2 separate regions of the Mus musculus genome follow, and region 2 is linked to region 1. The links are chromatin contacts, called in public promoter capture Hi-C maps. All regions are on one chromosome and are shown on one strand. The core of a region is the stretch at or near the end of the contact, and the rest is flanking DNA. Distances in the headings are between cores, read along the strand shown.

Region 1 (4,708 bases), core at 221-2,720:
TGCCACCTGCGAAACTGAAAAAGTAGCCAAGCCAGGTTCAGACTCGGGCCTGTGAGCCTCAGCCAGTTCACTTAGCAGCTTGTTCATCTTCCTTCTCCCCTGAAGGAGCTTCTCGGAGCAAAGACCTCAACCTCCCCATGTCCCCACAAACGTGAGCCAGGCTCTGCTGACTTCACGTGACAGTCTGAGGAAGGGCAGACCTCAGTATAAAGTGGAGCAGGGGACAGCAGCTGGAAAGGCTGTCTCTGGAGGGAGACTGACATTTGGCCTGGAAGTTTCTAAGCTCCATGCAAACCAGTGCTTGCAGATTGTCTCATTGACGACCTTTTCTCAGGCACACCCTTCCTCCACTGTGGGATTAGGAGGATCTGTGTCTCGCTGAGAGCCCTGGGCAGGTATGGGCCTCTCTGTAACAGTTAGGCAAGGGAGGGGGAGCCAGCCGCACTCCCTGGCCTCTGGTCACTTCCTGACCCTGAGCAGACAGGGAGGCCCGCGGCACTCTGCTTCTCCTGCATCTCTCCAGAGAGAATGTCCCGTTCAGAGCAGGGGCATGACGAAACAGTGAACTGGAGTCTGACTGTGTGCAGTGAACTGGAGTCTGACTGTGTGGTAGTAAGCTTTGCACAGGGAGTGACAGTGGACAGGCACCTGTGCTAGGCTGCTGGAGGCAGGCACCCTGCTGGGGAAGGGCCCACACTAGGGAGCATCCGTCCTCAGCAGCCATCACATCCAGGAAGCTGTTCATAAGCTCGGCCTCCCACTCCTTCATTGCTTCCTGATTGCCCACTGTGCTTTGGGGAAGGGTGATCAAGAACAGCAAAGGTTTGTCAGGCTTATCACACTTTAGAATTAAAAGGGTCCTTCGGGGCCATCAGGTTAAGTTCTAGTGCAAGGTCCTCAGCTTCTGGCAGATGCTGTCACGTTCCCCTCAGTTGCTTGGGGGTAGGGGGTCTCAGCTCTTCAGTGGGAACTCCGTCACTGACAGGTAATGCTCCCCAAAGTAAGGCGGATCTGCTTCTGAGGACTCGCAGTTAGGAGATGCCCTTTCTTTATGTTCTTGATAGGAATTAAAAAGAAAAATCTGTAGAACAAGATGGCTCGGTGGGTTAAGACACTTGTCCCCACGCCTGATGGCTTGAGTTTTATCCCCTGGACCCATATGGTAGAAGGAGAGAACCAACTCTGTCAGATTAACTGATGCTCTGACCTTCTCACTCAGGGTATAGCATGCACACGTATGCACACACACACACACTAAACATAATTTTTAAAATAGAGTCATAGGCTAGAGAAATACAGAAAAGATACAGATCAGTCTCGGCATGTTGGAAACTCTCTTCCTGGTCCATAAACATTTATTTAGCAGTTCCTAAGCCATGTGAAACCCCAACTGCCCACAGTAGTAACCTGTGCAGGAGCAGATGGCATCTCTTTTGTCCCTGGCTTCACAGTCCCGGGCTGCACGCCAGCTGATGGAAAGGACCCAGTCATCTAGTATGGAGACCCGGCTGGATGCCATGAAGGAGTTGGCTAAGCTCTCAGCTGACGTGACTTTCGCCACGGAGTTCATTAACATGGACGGCATCATTGTGCTGACGAGGCTCGTGGAGAGTGGGACCAAGCTCCTGTCCCAGTGAGTATCACCAGCGGCCCGTGACCAGCAGGGCTCCTGTTCTCACTCCCACGGTTTACCCCTGCACTCACGGACGCTCATGTCCACATCCAGAGAGGTCTCGTCCCTGTGGGGGGCCTGCATCTCAGAGTCCAGGGGACTCTGTGACCCAGTGCTGTGCTAGGCGAGTACTGAAAGTAGAGCCTTGCCGTCAGCAAGGACGGCAGTGCTGCACAGCAGACCTGGCAAGTTATAGGAAATGCTTGGCCTGATGAGGGTCAGGGAAGAGATGGGAACTGTTCGTGGTGCTCTTTAGTGATGCTGTGTCACTAAATGTGCATGCCTCACCCGATGTGCATGCCTCCCTCTGAATGCCACAGGTCTCTCCCATTTGCCATCTCCCTGCCCCACACTGTCAAGGAGGAGCCAGGCCTTGGCACCACTCCTCAGCACCTCCACGGCCCTTCAGGTGGTTGTGGTGGGAAGCTGAGCCTTATCTGTGATGAGCAGTGAGTGACAGATGCCCAGGTCTCTACCTAAGCCTGTAGAGCCTAAGCTGCAGGCAGGCAGTCAAAGATCTCACAGGCGATGGGTGAGCTGAAGCTGTCAGCCAAGCCAGGCAGCTAATCCCGGGTATTTGCTTTAAAGTCTCGGATCTTCCAGCTGCTGCCATTGGGAGAGTTTTGGCAGCAACAGACCAGCCTTAGTCTCCTCCGCTCTGAAATGGGGATAACGCTCAGCTCAGAGTTCGGTGAGCAGCGTCATTACCTCCGGCAAAGGGGGCCTGGCTTGTTAACTGTAGAGCACCGTGCCCCTGCATGAATGATTAAACCTGTAAGGAGAAACAAAAGGCAGCCGTTTAATCCCTGCGCCACGTTATTGTAAGGGCACTGCAGACCTCTTCAGTCTGCCCTCCCCACAGCCCTGTGAGACTAATGCTGTGAGACTAACTCGATTTTCCAGAGCAGGAAGCTAGAGTTGGAGAAGATAAAATGAGCAACTGCTCAGACGGAAACCACACCTGGACGGCTCCCTCGCCCTGGGGCCTCTTGGCCTAAAGGCTAATGGGAGATGTATGCTCTCTTTGGTCCCCCTGCAAGCTTCAGTTTGACAAAGGCCTTTGTTTTTGGGAGATAGATAACTGACTAAGCCAGGAAAGAAGCAAGACGGAGAAGAGCAGCTAGGAGCCTGCAGCCCTCCGGCTTTCTAGTGTAAGGACCTGGGCTGTGTCCACTCTGCACCGCGCTTGGTGTGCTTCAGGCACTGACTGCCGCCTCCAAAGATTCCCATGGGTGTTTACTGAGCTCTGTCCCTCTTGCGCTCCCTGGCTCTGAATCTCTGTATTTTGTGTGTGTCGCACATGTCTCAGCTACAGTGAGATGCTGGCATTCACCCTGACTGCCTTCTTAGAGCTCATGGATCATGGCATTGTCTCCTGGGACATGGTTTCAGTCACCTTTATTAAGCAGGTGAGGCATCCAACATTCAGTTCGTCCCCTCCTCTCCCTCGCAGCTCTCTGGGCATAAGGGGAGAGTAGACGCTGCAGTCTGGAGTCTCTGGCAGGAATGGCCTTTGCGTTCCCCGGGGCTGGGTGTGCATCCTCGAGCGGCGATCTTCCCAGGACTCCTGAAAGGTTTATGCAGATGCTCTCTGGTTGTCAGTAGTTCTTACCTGATAAACCCATCTTATTATGTTGGAAATGTCACCAGATTAAAGATGAGTTCGCTTTCCTTGGCCTCTGAACATCCTCATGGTGGCTTCTTTGTTGCCTCCTGGCCACCTTCACGGGAGGTGTGACTCAGTGTCCACAGCCTGGTCTCAAGAGAGGTCCTTGTCACTTGTCCAGGAAAAAAATATCTCAATTCACAATTTGCCTTCTCTGGAGACCTGCACCAAGAGTGGGGCTCAGAGCAGAACTGGTTGTCAGCGAGGCTGGCACAGAGCAGCTCCTCGTCAGCCCTGAGTGACCTGCTTCCTCAGCCCTCTGAGAGACAACTGCGTCTCGTTTGCATATGTGCTTCCTCTGTACAAATCTGCCAAGTAGCTTGCTTGGTTTATCAGATTAAATGGAGGGGTAGAAGGGCCCTTCTCCCTGCTCTCAGAAGAGGCAGTCTCAGCTCAGCAGGCTGAATGGAAACCAGTGACTACCCTGCTGTCTACTGACCAGCGCTTCTCACTGAGAACGCTCCTGCTAGAAGCATTCGGGCAAAAGTGAGGTGGCTGTGTGTGGGGGATTACAACAGGACTTGAGAAGAGGGGTGGGTCTACGGGATTCTCCAGGTCTGGTGAAGATAAAATAAGATACAAGAATCAGTAGGCCCACTGCATGCTGACCCCTTATTTGATAAGGATTAATTTATTACATTCTTACATTTTGAAGAAACACAGTTGAGTGGATACTGCCACCTAAGGTGGAGGCATCCTGCTGAGGGAATCCCCGCCCTCTCACCAGGGCAGCCATAAACCGAATGAGAGCTGCCTGGGCACTGCTCACATGCAGACAGGATGCTGAGGAGAGAGCGCCAGGGCTTTCCTTGGCTCAGTGCTTTCCATCCAGTGCGCCTCTCTCTGGGTCTAGATTGCAGGGTACGTGAGCCAGCCCATGGTCGATGTGTCCATCCTCCAGCGGTCCCTGGCCATCCTAGAGAGCATGGTACTAAACAGCCAGAGCCTGTACCAGAAGATAGCGGAGGAGATCACCGTGGGACAGCTCATCTCCCACCTGCAGGTGTGAGTAAGGGCCCCGCCCTCGCTTGGCCAGTGTGTTCTCTGATGGTTCTGCCTGGCCCTGCACATTCCTTCAGCTCCTCCTCCTCCTCCTCCTCCTCCTCCTCCTCCCCTGGCAATTCCTGTCATACGTAGTACAGACCTTAGCTGCCAGGCAAGGTTAGACGCTTCCTCTTCTGTGGGCCTATTAGTCTTGTTTGTACATGTTTACGTATGTGTGTATGTGTAAGTATATATATATGTGTACACATACACACACACACACACACACACACACATCACTTGTTTCCCATCTGAGCTTTCTGGAAACAAGGACTCAGCCATTTTTGACCCTCTCTCCCTCCTGACGGTTGGTTGATCACTTACTA
Region 2 (5,181 bases), core at 919-3,418, 160 kb before region 1:
TAGATCTTAAGGTAACTTAGGTTCTTAAAACTTAGGACTTAAAATGTGGACAAAAATAAATTTAAAAAATAGAGCAGCATTCATAAATAAACGGGACCATTCCTCGGAGACTTGAAACTGTAACAAGCCAATGGAGAAGACGCTAGGGTCAAAGGCATGACCTCATGAATGAGGATGGAGCCCTGCAGCAAGGAGATATAGTGAAGACCAAGGTAGGCAAACCAAAGCAGGTTATTAAGGGTTCTCAGACCAGGACACACAGAGGGAAAAGGCAGAAAAATGTGGAAGAATCTAAAATTTACACGCTAATGCCAAGCGATCTAACATAAGTGTTACTGATGGTTAGAGACACAGGAGAAAGCTTGGGACGAAGGAAGCATTTGTTGGGACCATGTCACAGCTGGCAGAAGATGGGGATGCTTAGAAACCCTGAGCCAAACCCAACCAAGGCCATGACACAGAGATCTTCCCAAACAGCCAGGGTTAAGATGGACACTGCCATCAGGAAACCGTGATAAAAACCATGGGAGTTTGTTAGTGGAACTGTGGGAGACGTTAGCACAGTGGTCCCTCCCTTTCTCTCTGCCCCCTTCCCTTTTCCCCTCTCTTTCTTGTGTAGCTTTTATTTTATTATGAGAGAGAGGGAGAGAGAGAGGGAGAGAGAGAGAGAGGGAGAGAGAGAGAGAGAATGCATACTTGTGTGTGGTGGTCAGAGGACAATTTACAGGAATCTTTGTTCTTCTTCTATGGTGGGTCCCAGGGACCAAACTCAGGTCACCAGGCCTGGAGGTGCCTTCACCTGCTGAGCCATCTCACCAGCCCCTCTTCTGTACTTTCTATCTCCATGTGTGTGTATGACGTGTGTGTGTGTGTGTGTGTGTGTGTGTGTGTGTGTACAGGCATGTGAGAGTGTGGGCACGCGTTGTTGGAAGACCTCGTTGGTTGTCACATTCCATCTAGTTTGAGAGGGTATTACATCGCTGTGGCTGGACTGAAGTCAGCCATGTTAACAAGACCTTGGGTTTTCTAAGCCTGAAGTTGAGACTAAGCATGCCCACAGCATGGCCATGATTCCAAATGTTTGCAGAGCAGCAGCAATGTTAAGAATGATAAGCAAAAGGGACACAGGGATCAATGAGGCTCTCATATTTTACAGGACCTGGTAAGATGGCAGTGCCCATAGATTATAAGCTGTGTGTATGCAATGTTCTGAACCAACCCCCCCCTGCCCCCTCCTCCAAACGACAAAAACCAAGAAACTTTCCAACAAGTCCCTTTCTCCACAGAAACCACTCAGGCCCCAGGAGCCAGGACAAGGTCCCATTGACAGTAGCCAGTGGGGAAACATGTCGCAATCCCAAGGAGGGTGGAGGACCCACTCAGGGCGGAAAGCAGAGTCAGGCCTTGTGCCTTCTGCTTTGCATGGCCAAGGCCGTGTGTTCCTTCCAGGCATCTCTGGGAAACAGAAGAGTCCGGCTGATCCATCACTGCTCAGCAGTCCACGGAGGATGTGGAGAAGCTGGGCCCCCATGAGCTGCTAGCGGGAATGTGAATAGTGCAGAGTAAGACCAAAGAGTCCCTATTTTCTTAAAATAGTGGAGGTTGGATCTTAAGCTGACTTAGCAGCTGCCCGTATGAAACCAGGGGCGTTGGCACACGTCCATAATGCCAACCCTCAGAAAGTAGTGGCAGGAGGATGGGAGTTCAAGGTTGTCCTCAGCAGCATAGGGAGATGCAGGCCAGCTTGGGCTAAATAAGAGCCTGTCCCAACACACACAATATCAAGCAGGTTGTGGCATCTGTCACTGAGAAGGGAAAGCTCCTACCCACAGGTGACCCGGCCCTTTGCACGAAGCACTATCTCACTTAAACCCCCCCACCAACCTCCAAGTCTGGAAGAGGCTGCAACCACGGTCACTAGAGGTCTCAGTAGCTTGGTCTGTCCCTACAGGGTTGGACAGTGGGATGACGGTGCTGAGGCCTTTAGTCCCACCTGGGCTTTGCCCCATTTCCCACGTGAGTCCAGAGTGGGGCGCGGGGGCGGGTGGGGTGCTCTGGGGCCCCTTCCCTGCTCCTTGTCCAGACCAAGGAGGCGCGGCCCGGGGCGGTTCCGCATGGCTCCTCCCCGTCCCTTGGGGCTTTAGGTCCCTGCCGGCGGCCGCTGAGGGGCAGTCGGGCCGCCTGGTCTCCAGCGATCGCGCGGATGGCGGCGCTGGCGGCGCTGGCCAAGAAGGTGTGGAGCGCGCGGCGCCTCCTGGTGCTGCTGCTGGTGCCGCTGGCTCTGCTGCCCATTCTCTTCGCCCTGCCGCCCAAGGTACGGTGGTCCCGGGTCGAGACCCTCCCGCCTTGAGCCTGCCTACCCCTAGGAGCACCCGCTCCCCTTCTCCCTTCCTTGCCTCTCCCTGGTCTGCCTCTCTCGGTCCTCCCACTCTTCTAAAGTTTGAGCTCTGACGGCTTGCTTGGTGCTACTGGGGTATATAGCCCTTCACAGTCTTTCCGAAGAACAACTGTGTGACCTGTCGCCAGTCACTTAACCTCTCTGAACTTTGGTTTGCGTACCCCCTACCCAGAAAGAGGGAATATGATAACGCATCATAGGCTCACGGTGAAGATAAAGGAATCAGTCTATGTCGGTGTCTTAAATGGGTGCTAACTGCTTTTGCTCTGTAGCAGTTGCTCAATGACTGGAGAACTACACCTTCCTGAGTGCTTCCTAGGAGAGGTGTCACCTGTCCTGTGTCACCCCTGAAAAAATTCCCTTCAGAACACCTCCCCTCCCCACTCAAGCTGGGTCAACTAAGGCTTAGAGACAGCAGGGGACACTCTCATGGGTGACTCCCAATGGGAAATCCCTGAGTGCCCACATCTGAGAGCCCAGGGCCTTTGCTGTTCCCAGAGTCCAGTTCTCTTAGAGAGAAGGCTGGAGTGAGTTCCTAGGGACCAGCACCTGTGTCCAGCCCATCAGGACTTCCTGAAGGGCACGAGGCCCATCACATTAAGTGGCTTCTTCCAGAAGGTACTTGGCCACATCACAACAGTGCTGAGTGAGCTAGCCGATGGTCACAAAATAAAGGAGAGGTGATGGTGTCCTTTAATATGTGACAGGCAGCAGAGCCCCAGGGAGCAGCCTGCTGCAGAAGGGCTCCTGCGTGCCTGACAAGGAACGGTGACCCCAGGCTGGCCGTGCACAGCAAGTCCTTTAGTTCTCAGCTATCTAGCCCGTCAGACTCTGTTGACATTGAAGAGAGCAAATAAATGACCTCAGAAGGAGTAGGTCACTCTTGCCAAGGCCAATGGGGCCCTGGACGAGCGAGCAACTGGCCTGGGGGCTCCCCGGCTCCCTTCCTTGTCCAGGTTTCACTTTCCTTGGCTTTAAAATGAGATGACCGTCTCTTTACTTTTGGGAATCAGTGTTGCGGTCGGTTGAGGCTAGAGTGATCGGCTCAGGAAAAGGTGGAAGGTCAAGCCAGGACATCAGTCTTGTGGCCAACAGATGTCTGGATAGGGACGGTGGATGCATAGGAACCTTATGCCTGCAGGGACCATGGTTGCTGTGTGCTCTACCCCAGAGGCAAAAATCACAAAAGCAGACCCACCAGCATGGGTTTCGGGTGAGGTCGTGCCAAGACAGGGACAGTCCCACCTTGGGTCTAACTGGATGGGGCAGCCACAGCCACCTTAACCTGTGTTAGCTGAGTAGATGTCAGGGATTGTGGCCTGCCTGATAAGGAAAGGCCTCCGGCCAGGCTCTGCAGCAGTATCTTCGGCAGTCTGCTCAGCCAGGGAGGTGCCTGTGTTTGCCTTCCTACTTGACACGTGAGGAAGTAAAGGCCTAGGAGGCCGGGTAACCTGCCCAACGCAGCCCAGGGATAGCAGCGGGTGTGGCTCAGCACAATCCTCAAACTTAATGCATCTTGAGACTTTTGAATCTTACTTTTGGGGTAAGTCAGTGGTGAGATTCTCAGGCATGTGTAGATGACACTGTACGGCAGGGTCAGAGGATCACACATGCTCGGTGGGGCTGCGTGCACTGGGCTGGCGCCCTCTTCATTATCAGGAAAGGACCACTCATTTGTTTGTGGCTCCCTGGGTGAGAACTGCATATGCGAGCCTGAGATGTCACTGCCAGGACCTGGCCTTGGGAAGCAGGTGGATCCGTTGGGTGAGGAGGCTTGACATCTCTGCATTCAGAGTGGTTTACGTAGTTTTCCTCAAGCTCCTGGCTGGTAAGAGCTGGCGTGTCCTCCTCTTGGTTGTGAAATGTGATTCCACAGAAGGCAACTCCGGGTTCATAGCTAGCAGGCAGTGTAGACATGGCCTCCCTAAGCCTGCAGGGCCAATCTCAAAAAGCTGATGGCAGCTTGGAGTGTCTGTAGTGTTTACCCAACTTCCCTCATCAGAGACTGCTTGGAAGTCTCTGAGCCCGAGGCATGTCCAGGCCACCAAGCAGGTGGCATTGGACAAGCATGGCCTGGAGATCCTTGGGACTGGCAGGTACCAGATGAGGGAAGAAACTTAGAAGACCAGGGCATCTTCCATTTGGTATGTTATGGAGAAATGGGGGTCACGCCAGCTCAGCGCTGGCTTTCTATCTCTGTGATCCACCCAGGCCACACATTCTGATGTTCATGGGTCACTGGTCCAGAAGGCGCTGGCCCACTGTGGAAAGCTGGGGTTGGGGACAGAGAGGCTCCTAGCACATGCTGTGAGTCAAGGTGCGAGGCAGGAGGGAAAGAACATGCCAAGCCCAGGCCTAGAATTCCCCACCCCCCAGGGCATCTTTTTCCATGACCCCAGGGGTTGCCAGCAACTCTGGACAGAAGTTAAGAGCTGCTGTGTTTCCCACCAAAGGCCATCTCTGGAGGTGGGAGTGTATCGGTGGCCAGCATAGCTGGTGGGTGTGGCTGCTTTTGAGTTAATACCAGCCCGTCTGCTGGCTGAGTAGCTTCCTCTCCTCTGGTTCCACAAGGAACAGACAGCTGCTCTGGCCCCCTGGCGGCTGTGAGTTCTTCACCACTGGGTGACTCTGAAGATGCTCTAAGCACGGGCAGCTGGGGAAGTTCCAGGCTGGACAGAGACAGAAGGTTGCACAGGTGGTGCACGGAGCAAGCTGCAGCTGTGGCTAAACCAGGTCTTAGGGCACAGCTGGATCCCCCTAGGGACACTCCCTGCTTCTGAATT

The links. Promoter capture Hi-C pulls out the DNA fragments that hold promoters and counts their contacts.
Region 2: a contact with region 1 is called in a promoter capture Hi-C map of neural stem cells. The contact joins the promoter of Slc13a3 here to the enhancer-like site in region 1. A contact is called at or near these places in 2 of 39 promoter capture datasets (frontonasal cranial neural crest and neural stem cells), 1 of 484 Hi-C or Micro-C datasets (embryonic stem cells) and 1 of 9 other capture datasets (adipose tissue).

The regions. Positions count from the first base shown.
Region 1 is chr2:165,308,548-165,313,255 of GRCm38.p6, reverse strand. Elmo2 (engulfment and cell motility 2) reads left to right here. Exons shown (of 21, transcript NM_080287.2): 6 at 1,452-1,633; 7 at 2,982-3,081; 8 at 4,192-4,343. Among named protein-coding and RNA genes, the nearest start is that of Elmo2, 16 kb to the left of the region's middle. Within about 2 kb of position 1,470, at least 24 of the 459 cell types and tissues checked have an H3K27ac peak or open chromatin away from gene starts, as enhancers often do. A contact at or near this core is called in adipose tissue and neural stem cells, where this site is marked.
Region 2 is chr2:165,470,184-165,475,364 of GRCm38.p6, reverse strand. It overlaps Slc13a3 (solute carrier family 13 (sodium-dependent dicarboxylate transporter), member 3), which reads left to right and starts at 2,168. Exons shown (of 13, transcript NM_054055.2): 1 at 2,168-2,314. The coding sequence starts at 2,204.